4 separate regions of the Sus scrofa genome follow, and regions 1, 2 and 4 are each linked to region 3. The links are chromatin contacts, called in public Hi-C and HiChIP or PLAC-seq maps. All regions are on one chromosome and are shown on one strand. The core of a region is the stretch at or near the end of the contact, and the rest is flanking DNA. Distances in the headings are between cores, read along the strand shown.

The links. A called contact is a pair of places that touch in the nucleus more often than the background predicts. HiChIP or PLAC-seq counts read pairs in DNA pulled down with a chosen protein or histone mark.
Region 1: a contact with region 3 is called in a Hi-C map of embryonic fibroblasts, with 3 times the contacts expected there. The contact joins the enhancer-like site here to the promoter of KLF7 in region 3. A contact is called at or near these places in 9 of 47 Hi-C or Micro-C datasets (embryonic fibroblasts, liver, mesenteric adipose tissue and 4 more) and 2 of 2 datasets of contacts at active chromatin or transcription factors (alveolar macrophages and skeletal muscle).
Region 2: a contact with region 3 is called in an H3K27ac HiChIP or PLAC-seq map of alveolar macrophages. The contact joins the enhancer-like site here to the promoter of KLF7 in region 3. A contact is called at or near these places in 9 of 47 Hi-C or Micro-C datasets (alveolar macrophages, embryonic fibroblasts, epiblast stem cells and 5 more) and 2 of 2 datasets of contacts at active chromatin or transcription factors (alveolar macrophages and skeletal muscle).
Region 4: a contact with region 3 is called in an H3K27ac HiChIP or PLAC-seq map of skeletal muscle, with 4 times the contacts expected there. The contact joins the enhancer-like site here to the promoter of KLF7 in region 3. A contact is called at or near these places in 9 of 47 Hi-C or Micro-C datasets (alveolar macrophages, brain, embryonic fibroblasts and 5 more) and 1 of 2 datasets of contacts at active chromatin or transcription factors (skeletal muscle).

Annotation. Positions count from the first base shown.
Region 1 is chr15:110,535,618-110,539,396 of Sscrofa11.1, forward strand. No RefSeq gene overlaps it. Among named protein-coding and RNA genes, the nearest start is that of KLF7, 160 kb to the left of the region's middle. Within about 2 kb of position 1,939, at least 38 of the 83 cell types and tissues checked have an H3K27ac peak or open chromatin away from gene starts, as enhancers often do. A contact at or near this core is called in embryonic fibroblasts, liver, mesenteric adipose tissue and 4 more, where this site is marked.
Region 2 is chr15:110,597,698-110,601,540 of Sscrofa11.1, forward strand. No RefSeq gene overlaps it. Among named protein-coding and RNA genes, the nearest start is that of CREB1, 110 kb to the right of the region's middle. Within about 2 kb of position 1,699, at least 30 of the 83 cell types and tissues checked have an H3K27ac peak or open chromatin away from gene starts, as enhancers often do. A contact at or near this core is called in alveolar macrophages, retroperitoneal adipose tissue, skeletal muscle and 1 more, where this site is marked.
Region 3 is chr15:110,377,394-110,381,465 of Sscrofa11.1, forward strand. KLF7 (Kruppel like factor 7) reads right to left here and starts at 1,709. Exons shown (of 4, transcript NM_001097487.1): 1 at 1,414-1,709. The coding sequence starts at 1,515.
Region 4 is chr15:110,218,556-110,222,292 of Sscrofa11.1, forward strand. No RefSeq gene overlaps it. Among named protein-coding and RNA genes, the nearest start is that of CPO, 55 kb to the left of the region's middle. Within about 2 kb of position 1,611, at least 5 of the 83 cell types and tissues checked have an H3K27ac peak or open chromatin away from gene starts, as enhancers often do. A contact at or near this core is called in fetal skeletal muscle and skeletal muscle, where this site is marked.

The DNA of each region.
Region 1 (3,779 bases), core at 689-3,188, 160 kb after region 3:
CGACCTTGCTCATTATATATCAAATCAACAACTATTCCATACCTTTTAAAATTATACAGTCACTGTAAGAGGTATGGAGACAAGATATGCATCATAGCCCCTGTGATATGGAGTTCAATGCTATCCCCTCATAACCCAGGTACTTTCAGGTTAGAAATGGGTTACCTTTGTCTTTTAATAATCCATGTGATCAGTAGCAGAAATTTTCCAGACGCTGACCAACAGAATCACCCACTGTTCAGGTTCATCCAAGACTGAGAGAGTTCCTGGGATGCCAGACTCTCGGTGTTCCAGGCAAACCTGGACCCTAAAGAATTGAGGGAGAAATGAAATTAGGAAATCATATTAGTGTAACAGTCACTATAATTCTGGTCACCAATTCCAATATATGGAGGTTTTTCCCACACCACTCAGTAATTCTCTCAAACCAGCTGGCATTCTAGAATTCAACTCAATTCTGACCCTATGTACCTGGAGATAGTGTTGTCTATCTATAGTGTTGTCACAGGTGAGGGGCTCCCACCCCCAGCTTCAGACACCAATCTAAGTCCAAGTTGTCACCTGAACTTCCAACTGACATGCAATCGATTGGCAGTTCCAATGACCCCCTCTTTCACTTTGATGAATTTGCTAGAGTGGTTCACAGAACTCGGAGGAAGATTTTACTTACTTAGATTACCAGTTTGTTATAAAAGGCTATAACTCAGAAACAGCCAGATGGAAGTGATGCACAGGGCAAGGTATGAGGAAAGGGTGCGGAATTCCATGGCTTCCATAACCACAACTCCTTGAATCTCCGGGCATCCCATTCCCATCTTTTGAGGGTTTTACGGTGGCATTATTACATAGACGTGAGTAATTAAGTCGTTAGCCATTGGTGATTGAACTTAATCTCCAGCTCTTTTCCCCTCCATGGAGGTGGGGAGTCAGGAGAGAGGGGCTGAAAGTTCTAACCCTCTAAACACACAGTTAATTCCACTGGCAACCAGATTCCATCCTTAGGTGTGGTTCAAAAGTCACCTCACTAATAGAACAAAGTCACCTCTAAAAGGTATGTATGTGTGTGTGTGTGTGTGTGTGTATGACTGGGTCACTATTCTATACAGAATAAATTGGCACAGCATTGTAAATCAACCTTTAATTTAAGAAAAAAAAATTTTTAAAGGCACCTTTATCATTCCCATTGGCTAGAAAATCTAAGGGTTTTATAAAGGAGTTCTGTGTTTACATATGTACCTCTCACACATATGCACACACATAGAGACACACACAAACACATATGCAGATTTTTATGCTGTTGAGATGGGAAAAGCCAAATAAACATTTTTTCCTCTGTTTTTTGACAATTTAGCAAGTATAAGGAAAATGATGTGGCACTAAATTGGGACAAAAGAATTGGAGAGACAGGATCACTAGTGGAGGAGGGTAGAAAATTCACAGAAAGATTTTTTTTTTTTTTTTTTTTTTTTGGCCACAGAATTCCTGCTAAAAGCAGCTAGGAAGCCCCACCACCTGACGTAAGTGAGACCTCCTGGTAATTTCCCTGTAAACTGCCCCCTTCCTCCACCTCGCCCCCAAGAACTTTTACCCTCAGAATCCGGAGGAAGCTGATCTAGGTAAATTCCCAAACACAGGGGGCTGCGTGGTTGATGACCTAAAACCAGATTGGGACAAATTTCCAGGCGGGTTTCCCCTTCCTGCTCTGACAGCCAGGAACGTGAGCTTCGCCAAGAAGAGGGGGAGACTGTGGCCAGGGATTCTTGCTGGTATTTTCCTTTGTCTCTCAGCTTCCTGGGTTTGACATGAAGGAATCTGAGGCTTTCTGTGACCACTCTTGTTGTCTGGGATTCTTTCCTCAAGAGGCGTTCATGAGTTTGTCAGGACTGCCAGGAAAGAGTGTGAGTCACGGCTTCTGAGCAGACAATATTCGGCTTTAGAAATTCCCAGAGATATGACTTGTTTATAGGAAAGGAAACAGAGCTATTCTGAGCTGCCAGGGGAAGAGGAAAGCACTGCTCATTTTTTCAAATGTGTGTTAGAAAGGTCATACAAGCGGCCAGAGTGCCAGTAAGAATCTGGTACAGACACTGATGTTAGCAGTTCATTTGTCCACATGTCGGAGGATATTTTGGGGCTTGGCATTTAAACTGCAAGCCTTCTGACATCTCAGTCCTAAGCCCAGAGGCTTGAGGGGGTATGAGCCGGTGGGGTGGGGGATACAATGAGGGGGGCTGTTTGCCTGGAGGGAGAAGGGCGTATGCACCTTCAGTTGGAGAGAGAAGCATACACACAAAGGCACCATCTGGGACAACCTTCTAACTTCACATTTCTCATTTCTCGAGCAGGCCATTGATTTTTCATTCCCATTGAAGGGGAGGTAAAATTTCCTCTATGCCCCTGTGATCTCCAGCTGATATTGACCAAAGACAGATTGACAGGAGAAAAGAATACATATTTTATTTTCATGTAAATGAAGGTCCTCACAAGACCCAAAGAAGTGACTAGATATAATATACGAGGTTGAACAAAGAGCAGCAGTTGTGGAAAAGTAACTCTAACACAAGGGGTGACTAAAGGAAGACGAGCTTGTCTAATAATGTCTGTTGGTATAGGTTTCGCTCAGCCTCAACAACCTGTCTCTGATGATAAGAATGTTCCTTTCTCCTGGTACAGGGAGGGCACCTTTTACAGGGGAATGTTATCTCCCACTTTTAGGAAGAAAAAGGAATGTCAGAGTGCCTTTCTTGCAATTGCTGTTTTTCAAGTGCCTTTCACGCAAAGTAATTAATATGCCAAAGCATCATATATTGAGGTGGCATGTTCTCGACTCCTTCACTTTATTCCACACTGCCTCTTCTAATGTCTTTTCTTCAGAGTAGTAACAACTGTGATGTCAACTGTCATTACCTTAAAAAAACTCTCCAAAGCCACCAACTTTAGAGAGTGTGCCCAAGGAGAGAAACTCAGGTGGCTGGCTTCAGCACTGGCCCACTTTCTTGTGTACTGAGTTTGGCTCTGATATGTACAAATTCATAAAGTCACCGTTTACACATTTGCCACTGTTAGCACAGCCAGTCAGCAGATCACAGAGATTGATTTCCAAGGAGGGAAAAAAATAATCCACTGAGTGTTCACTGATTCAACAATAATTAACCTATGTGATAATTTCATAAGACACTACATTTGATAAAATCAACACCTTTTCCTAATTACGAAAGTAATATTTAAATAGAAATAGGATGCCCTTCAAATGCGATAAAGGTGGGAGTTCCCGTCATGGCACAGTGGTTAACGAATCCAACTAGAAAGCATGAGGTTGTGGGTTCGATTCCTACCCTTGCTCAGTGGGTTAAGGATCCAGCGTTGCCATGAGCTGTGGTAGGCTGCAAACGCGGCTTGGATCCTGCATTGCTGTGGCTCTGGCATAGCCTGGGAGCCTGCATATGCCGCAGGAGCAGCCCAAGAAATGGCAAAAAAGACCAAAAAAAAAAAAAAAAAAAGTGATAAAGGTGCTCTTGGCTTAAAATAAATAAAGATTATATTTAATGGGTAAATATTTGAAATATTCAAAATCAGAAACAAACACAAAAATTTTCTCTAGTATTACTATCACTTTATATTGTTTGGCTAAGGCAATAAGTCATGAAACAAAAATAACCAATTTTGTGAACTAAGATACTGAAGTACCTGAAAATCACATAAGCATATATCTGGAAAAACCAAGTAAGGCAGCTAAAAGCTTTCTTAATTAATAAAGAGTTATAAAGTGGCTTAGAATA
Region 2 (3,843 bases), core at 449-2,948, 220 kb after region 3:
GTCCCTGTATCTCCCAGGTAGATAACCACTACAGTTTGTTCATGGAGAGGGCTTGTGTTGATTGGTGACTCAATGTAAATATACAAGCTAATTCTGAGTGGATGGAAAAGTAATGGTGAGCTCAATAAATCACCCCACATCCTTACCTTTCTAGTTGTAAAAAAATTGAAACTGTAGAGACTGTAAAAAGATCAGGAGTTTCCAGGGATTTGGGGACAAGGGAGGAATTATGAATAGGTGGAACATAAGAGATTTTTAGGGCAGCGAAAATACTCTGTACAACACTATGATGATGGATATACGTCATTATACGTTCATCCCAAACCATAGAATGTACACCACCAAGACTGAACCCTAATGTAAACCCCTGGACTTTGGGTGATAATGATGTGTCCATGTGGGCTCATCAGTTGCAACAAATGTATCACTCTGGTGTGGGATGTTGATAATGGGGAAGGCTGTGAATGGGGGGATGAGAAATCTCTGCAACTTCCTCTCAATTTTGCCATGAACCTAAAAACTGCTGTAAAAAAAAATACAAATCTTAAAAAAAAAAAATGTTCCTTCCTAATTCTGTGTAAAGACGCGCATGCTGGTGCCATGTCCAACTTCGAAAGGAAGGCAGGTCTGCTGTACTGGGGATGTTCCCTGGAGCTACCCAGCAGTAATGAGCCTTTCAAAACCTTTCAGGGAGACAGGAGGGCAAGGGAGCAAGAGAAATGACGCTGCTGTGACAAGTAGAGGAGCAACTCCACAGTCCATAGTTATGTAGGTTGTAGATCCTCCCCCCCCACCCCGCCCCAGTGGTTTAAAGTGATATAATTGGAGCTATATTTGACATCAGAGCAATCTGGGTTCAAGTCCCAATTCTGTCTCTTACCAGATGGATGTACCTGAGCATATTAAATCTTTCGAATCCTTATCTTCATCATCTGTAAAAATAGGTGGAATAGCAGCTTTGTTGTGAGAATTACATATGCCGATTCACTCAAAGTGCGTCAAGAGGAAGTGAACATTCAAATATTGTTAGTTTCTTTGCCGCTCTGACTTCCTCCTCTACCAGAGCATGGTTTTTCCATCAAAGCAGGGCTGCGAGATCACTAAATGACCCTACTTCTCTGTCACAATGTTTCTCAACTTTTAAAAATCCACATGCCTCTTGACCATATAAAGTTTCACTTTCCCACTTTCCATGTTGAGATTTATAGATTTGACCCCTAAAATAGGCTGGGAAATTAAAAAGGCAAATAATACATGAATATTCCCCAAATCTCTCTCCCTAAACCACAGAGAGCTCTGTGGCCGAGCCCACATGTCTGCATGTGGGTGAGTGTGGGTGTGTTTCAGAGTGAAATTTTCATTTGCTGCTCTCTGGTTACTCAGCCCCCGCCAGAAGAATTCAATTATTCCCAGAAGTCAGACACAAGTCAAGTCAGCTGTTTTGCTTAAAGAAACAAGATACATCTTAAAGCCCCAAACAGAAAAGTGGAAAAGAAGAGATTATTTGGGTGGCTACAAATCACTAAAGTTCTTGCCAGCAACGAGTGGCAGGCTCTCACCATCTGATTGTTTTTCAAGAAATGCAAAGACACATCACCTTGCTCTGTGATTTATCAGCAAGCCAGCTTACTAGGTGTTTGCATCAGACTGTGTGGACCCAGCACAGGGAAGTGCAGGGAGGAAGTGAAACAGGCATCTTTTAGATTTCCTTTGCTTCTGATTCTGCCTTCATCCTGGCAGGAATCCGCCAGCCTTGCTCAAATGCATTACCCAATTTGTACTATTCGTGAGACAAAGGGAGCCATGCAGCTTCAGGTGCCTGTTGCAGTCACGGGGCTAAGCAACGTCAAGAGAACATTTCCACAATTATCTGCTAGTCTGTGACCGAGAGAAGGGCACAGCAAAGTCTGGCCTACCTCCAAAGAAGTCTCATTGGGGCTGTGGGGAGATGGTGGGAGAAAAAGTTTTGGGGAAAAAATGTGTATTCAAAATAATTTTTAAGAATGTAAAAAAAATCAAACTACAATCCCACAGCCTATCTGTGACTGGATATCCCAGGTTACCTCTTTCATATTCTGCAATTTTACTTTCTTGATATAAGCTACATTCTTCTAAATTGGTTTGAGCCAATGCTAATCACATATGCACACATGTACAGCCACATTCAAAGAGTTAAAAAAAAAAAAAAACCACCTCTTTTCTAGTCATTAAATCTGGGCTATAGTAATGAATAGATATCTCAGGGTAACCTTCCAGGATTTGTGACTTTTTTCTTTCTGAAACATACCATTTTGACACACATAGGTCATTCTTTGGCAGAGAAAGCAGAGCTCAGCAACTGCTTTATCAGAAGAACTCACAGGCATTAATTTCTAACAAAGCTAACCCATCTCCATGCTGAGCAACACAATACACCCAGATACCCACACAGGCACGGGTGTGTGCTCGAGGTCCTTCCCGTCTGGGTCTGGGAGAAATAGACCAAACGCGTTCACCCACATTTACATTTTCTATACTCACAACAACCAATTAGAACCACAGTCTCACTTTTCATTCCATCCTTTGACCCATCTTCCAAAAAGAAAACCCACTTGTACAGGGAAAGTGTGGAGCCATACCTAGAAATAGATACTGGGGCTACATTAACATTTTGCCTTTGACCTGACTTAAGAGCAGCTACAAGCAAAGTTGGAAAAAAGAGTCGCTCCCTCTTTCATCATGTCTGGCTGTCTTCTCTCCACATTTAATGCTAAGGATACAAGATGAACCAGACAGGCCCAGTTCTGCTCTCATCGAATTAACAGCAGAAGCAGACAAGTCAAGAGGCAATTTCGGAACAGTGTGGTAAGTGAAAAAAGAGGAGTTAAGGATGCCCTTGGAGTGCCAGGGGAACACCTAAGCCTGGAAGGTGATTGGAAGTTAAACCAAAGAGAGGAGGAGAGTGGAGGCCAGGGTCAGAAAGGAGAGCCCTTCTGGATCCTTGTGGCTGGGGTATATGAAGCATTCCACAGGGGTGTGGTGAGCCATGTAAGGCTGCAGGGCTAAGTGTGGATCAGATAACGAAAGGCCTTATAAACCAGAATAAAGATCTGGGGAGTCAGAGAAGTACTTTAAGCAGGCGGAGTGACATGATCAGATCTGCTGTTTAGGAAGAGTCCTTTGTCTGCAGGAGAGAGAAAAATTGGAGAGTGGTGCAGTGAAAAGCGGGGAGAGCAGTTAGAAGGCAGCTGAAGTAGTCCACAGGAGAGCTGATGGCAGCCTGGCTTACAGACCTGACCCTGAACAAGGAGAGAAGTGGACGGATTCAAGAAGCCAAATCCCTTCCCTCAAACAGGTGAACAGAAGGACGCCGACAGGCGAGACGTGACTTGTGCCTCATGTCCTTCCAATACGAGTCAGCATTTCACATTTTCTCTTTGAAAATCACCATCTCTCATTTATCTTCTTCACTTAAAATCTTGGTAATTGAAAGAAATATGAAATCTTTCATTTATTTTGAACCCAGAAAGGTCAAACTGTCCTGGCCAATGTGAACAGTTCATTTGGTAATCATCCAGTGCCTATTTGCCACAGGCCCTGCATGGCCACTGGTTCACTCCTGGCATTTGTTCATCAGTCCACTTTGTCAAAGTGAATGAGTGAGCAAATGGCAATCAATGTCCCCAATAAAAGTTTTAGGAGATAATTACAGTGACGGGAAATGCAGTCATTACAACAGTCATGCTGGGTCTGTTGTGATGCTACTAATCACACCACTTTTCTGATTTCATGTAAATTGCAGGTACCTTTACTCCTGTAGGAATCTCTATTAATAGATAATATCATTATGCTAATAGCTGCTTA
Region 3 (4,072 bases), core at 459-2,958:
CCTGGAGAAACTCATAGCCTCAGATCAGAAGGGAGAATAGCAACTAGTAACAATGGTACAGAGAGAGGATTGGCTCCTTACACCAAAAGCCAAACCTCTCTCCCTAAAGCAGCTACTGTTACATCCTAGGCTCAAGCTGGCAAATCCCGCTTTGGATACTGGCAGAGGAAATTCAGCCGTTCATTAGCCTTAACAAGCTGCTGTCACGGAGCGGAGAAGTTACACGAGCAGCCACACACCAAGCTTCTTGCAGCCCCTCCTCAAGGGCAAGCACGTTTTTCCAAGGCGGACCATGCAGGTTCGCACTTCCAATGTGCAAATTCAAACCGTCTTCTTGGACTTTCCATGATGCACACTGCAGAATTTTGAAAGACTACTCGTGTTCCTCCACTCCCCCATCCACCATCTTTCCTGCATTTAATGTCCCCTCAGCAGCTCCTAATCCTTACTGAGAAAACCACCATTTCCGCAGCAGATCTAGCACTTTCCACTGACCAGCACTTTCTTTATTCCACTTCACAAAGCCCAGGGAACTTGTCACCAGCCCCACTTCCCCCTTACTGGGACACCCAGCCAACTTGGCATCAGTGCCCTTCAGCATCTTAGGAGTTTCTTAACTAGTCCTCTAAGACAAAGTCAGAGGCATGGAAGTACACATCACCCTTTGTCAGAGGTTGTGCCAAGTGGAGAGGGACCCCTCCAAAAAAAGAGAAGCAAGGACACACATAGAGAAGGTGTTCTCTTTCTGAAGACGTTGCACTGGAAAGACCTACAATGCACGTTCAGCATTAGACAGATAACATCTTCCAGTCCTCCTCGGAAATATCCTCAAGTATCTCTTATCACTGGGCTCCTCTTCTTTCTGCCCACCTTCTAATCTCAAAATCAAGTTTCTATTCTTTACAGATACTCCCTAATTACTGGGAAAACACTCCGCTTTGCTCCTACCGCCTCCCCTCCACCTGACGGTCGTTAGCACAGTTGAAAGAGATGAACCTGATTTAAGGTTCAAGATTCAAGTAGGTAGAGCTCCTGCATATAGGGAAGCGGTACCTGTCACCGACGACTTGTAACCCAAACCACCTTCCCAACCCTCTCCTCCGAACCCCAGAAGTTAGGGAGGTCTCTGCTGGGGGACACTGAGCTCGACAACGTGTGCGCAAGGATGCGTGTTGGCGACTGAAACGCAGGCAGCTCAGACCGGCTGCTCAGCTCGGCACACTAAGGGGTTAGGGGGTGGGTGGAGAGGTAAGCAGATGACTGTTTCCGAAAACATTTTAAATAACAAACAGCCAAAAAGGGGGAAAAAAATAAACAACAACAACACAAAATTCAACCCCAAGCCCACACCAACGCAGCCCCTGCGCCTCCGCCGCCGCCACACGATTTACACAAGTAATTTAAATCATTCACCTGCTGCCAGGTCTCCTCCAGGGATGGCAAAGCTGAGAAGTAGCCGGTGTCGTGGACAAGTTGTAGCTCCTGGAATATACTATAACTAGCCAACACGTCCATGCTGCTGCTGCCGGGCAAAACGGGAGGAGAAACCCTCCCCCGAACACAGTTGGGTCTGTTTGTTTGTCAGTCTGTCTGGCTCACCCCCCAAGAAGGCAGACATCCAGTGGCCCTTTTGTTTTGTTTTGTTTCAGTCAACTAAAAAGGAAAAAAAAAAAAAATCAATGCAGGAGAGAGGGAGAGAGGAGGTGAGAAAGGAGAGACTGAGTGGGGCGGATGGAAAGAGGCATCCAGCGTGTACAGTGCAGACGGCTGCCAGGAAAAGGGGACTTCTCCACGGGAGTAACAATTCCCTTCCAGGGCTCTAATCACTCCAGCTCGTGGATCAGGAAGGGGGATGCAAACTCACTGACACGAAGCTGCCATCTATTTCTGCAGCGCTGTTCGCTCCTAATGCAATCTTTGCTCTTTATTTTGGGAGGTTGCATTTTTTTTTTCTCGCGATCGCTTCTCTCCCCCCCTTTCCTTCCTCCCCACCCCCCACCCCATCCTTGCTAGTTTGTAGTCTTCCCCCCCTCCTTTTCTCCTCCTCCTGCTCTTCCCCCTCCCCAAACTCCCTCCCTCCGCCCGGCTCTCCGCGCAGCCGTGGGATCTCGGAGGAGGGCGTCCATTAGGCCGCGTGTGACCATGTAAGGTAAACAGGGGGCTCATGAAGTCACTGAAGACCAATGGGGAGCACGAAGCGAGGCCTGGGGCGGGGCTTGGTCCTGGCGACGGGCTTGGATTGGCGCGCTGCGGATCTCCCTGCTGCCTTACAAGGCGGTGCGAGGCGAGCTATTTTTAGAGGGCTATATAAGGGGGCTGAGGCTGCCGCCGGGCTGCCGGGTAACACGAGCGCGAGGGACGGGGAGGGTCGCGGCGACACTTGCGCTGGCTCCGGGGACGCCGAGGCGGCCGGGATCGGGCTGCACGCCGGCCTCCGACCCTCGCTTTGGTGCCTAGCGGAGCCAGGGCGTTCGGAGCCGGTTCCCCTGAGAAGGGAAAGGGTCGCATGTTGCCGTTCTGGCGTGGACGCGGCCGGTCAGGAGGTGAAAGTCCAGAACGCTGGGTTAAGATGCCTCCTGGAGGAGGAGCGGGGCGGGGGACTGAGAAGCCAGCGTGGGGAGGAGGGCCGGCCACTTCCCACTCCACCTACCTCCTAGGCCCGGGGGCGGGGAACCGCGAGGGAGGGGCAGCGCAAAGGACTTCCTCACTTCCTAAAAGATAAACCGGCGTGGGGGGCGGGAAAGAAAAAGTCACCAAAAGCCCCTTCACGAATTCCCCACAGGCTGCCAGGGTGCAGAGAAGAAGCGCCAGAGGAGAAAGTGCCGCTCACAATGGAGCAGAACAAAGGGGAGCGGAGCGCAGAGAGCAGCCTGTGCCCGCCCCGCGCCCGCACGCAGTCCCCGCCCCCCACGCCCCTTGGCGCCGCGGTGCGCCCCCCGCCCCCCAGCCTGTCCTGCCTTCTGACCCCGTGAAGGGGGAATGCAGCCGGGGTCAGACCCCCAGTTAGCGCTGACTGGAAGGGGACACTTTACTGGAGTGTGTTAAAGACAATAGAGGGAAGCTGGGTGGACGTGGGGTGCAGGCTGGAGCTGGCAACTTGCTCTGGTGTTAAAGGCAAGGCTCCCCATGTGGCTTGGAGAGAGGATGTCTACCTGCCCAAAGTGCGGTGGTGAGAGGAGAGGAACCGAATTACTTTCTGAAGCTATCATATAGAGTTTTATCTATAGAGACCCTGTTGTCTCTTAGGTGAAACCCTTGCACTACGCACGTTGTTGGGGTTGAACAGTTGTTTGCTTGACCTTAAGTGGTTAGTCGTTCAAGCTTCCCCAAAATGCACTGAGAGCTGAACTTCCACTTCTGGAATGATTGCAGAATTTGGTATTTCTTCAGAGATGAGAAACTTAATTCACCCTGCAGTGGAAGAAACATATCCACCTTAATCACCCTTCTCAGCTGTCTCGCCTTCTTACTATGTGGAACTCCATATCTCAATATTTGAAAGATTCTGTTTTATAGAACAAACACCATTTGAAATTCAGTATTTGTCAGGGGAAATTAAACAGGAATTATTGAGTTGAGGACAATCTAGTTTATTTACTTTCTGATGTCTGGGATTCTGTTGGTCAGATCTACCTGTATAATTGTGAATTTACTGTAAATGTATGTGCATGGACTACACAGATCTTGGTGCATTTAGTATTATACATACATATTCATGGTGCCAGGGGATAAATGGTATAAAAAGGTTAAAAGTCCTACATGAATAAGGTGGTATTACGATAGCACACATATAACTGCCAGTATATGAGAAGACTGCCTGGGCCTTTCCCAGAGGTAGAAAAGCACTTAGAGCCATCACATCCCAATGAATGTGTTAACTTGCTCCTTATGGTCATCCCTACTGCCACTTCCTAGCCATGAGACTTTAAGAAAATTACTGGCTCAAACCCTCTGGGCTGTGCATCTCAGAAACAGGAATAGTGGTATCTGCCTTGCCTGGTTATTATGAACAATCAAAATGTTATAAAATAATGTTTGTAACTCACCTAGCATAGTATTTGGTACTATTAGC
Region 4 (3,737 bases), core at 361-2,860, 160 kb before region 3:
CATCACTGTTCTTCCCCTGCCAGCTCCTTCTTTGCATATACAGGGCTCTCCCTCTGCTCCTGCAGCCAGAAGATGGAGCCGAGTCCCCTTCGGAGCCGACCCTTCAGTCCTGCGGAGCAGAGGCACTGTTTGTTGATACTGTGCAGAGAGCACCACACTGGGGAGCCACAAGGCCTGGGTGCTGGCTTCTACTGTGCCAGGGAGCTGGCTTCTACTGTTCCTTAGTAGCCAGGGAGTCAGTCCTCATCTCTGAACCTCAGTTTCCCGGTCTGTAAAATAAGAGGTCTGGAGAGAAATATCTCCCTGGGGCCTTCCCAATATCACGTTTCATGACTCTGCATGAGAAGAATGCAGGATTTGCCCTCAGGATTTACCTGGTTTCCTCAGCCAAGGCTTTCTAGACCTTTTGGCCCTGAGAACGCTAAAAGATGTTTTCTTTATCCCTCTGTCCCCGCTGCTTTCTGAGCCATGAGGTCAATGCAAGGGGATGAGCTGTAAAGTCAGTGTGGAGCGTGATGGGTGGAATTCACTTCCTACGTGATTTGCACATTTCATTGTGACCTTTTGTGGTTCGCTCTGGAGTTTTGCTGACTTCTACACAAAAGAGGCATGCACTTTAAGGGGTTCCTTTTGCACAGTGAGTACTTGAATATAACGCTAGGTATGAAAGACCCCTCTGGATTGTGCAAACCAGGGGCTTGCTAGAGTGGTGGGTGGGGAATCTGCACTGCAGGAGGGGCTTGGGTGCACTTGCTGGTAACCACTACACACGGGGGGTCAAAGGGCACAACCTGGTGGGCACCTGGTTCAGAGGTTTCACTTTCAATTCAGAGATTTCAAATTCCAGCATCCCCACTTACTTGCCATTTGATCTCAGGCAAGGTATTTAAAACCTCTCTGTGCCTCACTTTCTCATCTGCAGGAAGAAGAGAACATTCCTTCCTACCTCACGAGATTGTTGTTGAAGATAAAATTTCATCTTTCATAGAAAATGCTTAGCAGAGTTCCTAGTACACAGTAAGTATCCAAAACAAGTTGGTTAATATGATTATCCCTCAAAACACATACACACAATAAATTCAAGAAAAACGATGTTTTGATTATAAAACACAAAGACCATTTCCCTATTGCATAAGCAAAACAATTATGGTTTTTCATTTCTTTGAGTTTCAAGCAAAACTATGGGTATAAAATTCAGAGCAGGGCCAAATTGAATTTCCAGGAAAGTAATATCTGAGAAGCTTTTAAGCAAGAGAGAGGTTTGCTGGCTGAAAGGCATAAACACATCTTAATCTTGGAATCAGAATGGGTGCAGACAGTATGGCTGGCCCCTGACCGCTTATTGATGAACTTCCACCTGCATGAAGACCAGGGTACACTGGCCAAATTGAACGTCACTCCATGCTTCTGCTCCCTGTCCCTTTATTTCTTTTCTCTAATGGGAGATTTACATCCCCAGAAGGAGCTTGGGAAAACTGGGTGATTCATGGAATAAAGATTTCATGGAGAATGTGGCAGTGATGGGGGTGGATCACACTGGATATCGTGGGCACGCTACTTATGTGTAAGATTATCTGCCCACATGCCAGGATCACATATATAAATAGCTACAGGGATCAGGCAGACAACATAACTGAGTGAAATGGTACTGGCTGGAGACAAAAACACATATCCTCTCCAGAGAAGGCAAGCACGACTCTGTGCCAAGCTATTGTTGCTCTGCTCATTTAGTGCTTCCAGATCTATTTTATTTTATTTTACTTTATTGGCCACACCATGAGGAAGTTCCCTGACCTGGGGTCCAACCCATGCCACAGCAGTGACAACGCTGGATTCTTAACCCGCTGAGCCACCCCAGATCTTCATTTTTATTTTTATTTTTATTTTTTGGTCTTTTGAGGGCCACACTGCAGCATTTGGAGTTTAGGCTAGGGGTCAAATCGGAGCTGTAGCTGCTGGCCTATACCACAGCCACAGCAACGCGGGATCTGAGCCGCGTCTGCAACCTACACCACAGCTCACGGCAACGCCGGATCCTTAACCCACTGAGAGAGGCCAGGGATTGAACCCACAACCTCATGGCTCCTAGTCGGATTTGTTTCCGCTGCACCACAACAGGAACTCCATAGATCTTCATTTTTAAAAAGAAGTAGAAACAGTGGATTTTTATGTTAGTCTTCTAAAATTTTTCATTACTGGCAATTAATGAAAATATTTAAAAGGCCATCAGAAACAAGGGCTTAGCCACACTGGAATACCCAGTGGTAATCAGAGCTCAGAATCTGCAGATGGTGGGTGTATATGTGTGTGTATGAGGGAAGGGGCCAGTGAGAAAGACTTCAGTTGCTACTGCATTGTTTCCATCAGACACATTTGTAGTTAGTCATAAAATCTTTTCTTTCTTTCTTTTTTTTTTTTTTTTTTTGGTCTTTTTGTCTTTTCTAGGGCCGCTTCCTTGGCATATGGAGGTTCCCAGGCTAGGGGTCTAATTGGAGCTGTAGCCGCCAACTTATGCCAGAGCCACAGCAACACCAGATCCAAGCCACGTCTGTGACCTACACCACAGCTCAAGGCAACACCAGATCCTTAACCCACTGAGCGAGGCCAGAGATCAAACCTGCAACCTCATGGTTCCTAGTCGGATTCGTTAACCACTAAGCCACGATGGCAGCTCCATAAAATCTTCACTTAAGGCTATAAACAACTTTCAAACTTCTGCTCCCAACTATAATGGATTAATTGGTACCAGATTTGCCCTCCCACCATAAACAAGTATTAAGATGGTCAACATATATGAAGTATCTGGTTTTTTTTTTAATTTTATTTTTTGTCTTTTTAGGGCTGCACCTGTGGCATATGGAGATTCCCAGGCTAGGGGTCGAATGGGAGCTGTAGCCACCGGCCTACACCACAGCCACAGCAACACCAGATCCAAGCCACATCTGTGAGCTACATCACAGCTCAGGGCAATGCCAAATCCTTAACCCACTGATCAAGGCCAGGGATTGAACCTGCGTCCTCATGGATACTAGTCAGATTCTTTTCCTCTGAGCCACAACAGGAACTCCAAAGTATCCGTTTTTAAACATTAACAATAGGCAGTGAAAGATTGTGATACCCAAGATAAGAGAAACACACAAGGTGAACCTCCATGAATTTCTGCTGGGAGTGTAGAAAACTGGAGCCCAACTAGAGTGGCAATTTTGCTGAGTTGAAAAGATAGAGATCAGAATTCCAGACTGTGGAAGTCTTTAGAATGTTTTAGGGTACTTGGAAGGAGGGAGCTCCAAAAGTCTGTGTAGAATTCACCATGCGTCCTCGGCTAAAGACTAGCCTGGGATTTAGCAAGGGCAAGACTCATGAAAGTCTTGTAGAGAGAAGCTGCAAGGCTGAGAATAGACTGGAGAAATAGGAAGTTGTGTAGTGCTGAGAAACACGAAAGCTCTGGTGCATGCAGAGTGGGGAAACCTCATTGGGTGTTCAGCTGAGAACCAAGAAAGGCCACACTTCTAGAGTAAGAATCATCTGAGATTAAGGCCATACCATAAGATTAAAGTTAAAACCAAAATAGACCTCTCCTTAGAAAGGAATTGAACAAAGCCTAACAGAACCTAAAAGATCTCCTAATTATTTAATTCTTTCCCAGACCAAAACTCAACATTCTTTAAAAGAAGATGACATAATTTAGGTCCCTACAACAAATCAACCACAAAGTTCATCACACAATACAAAAATAA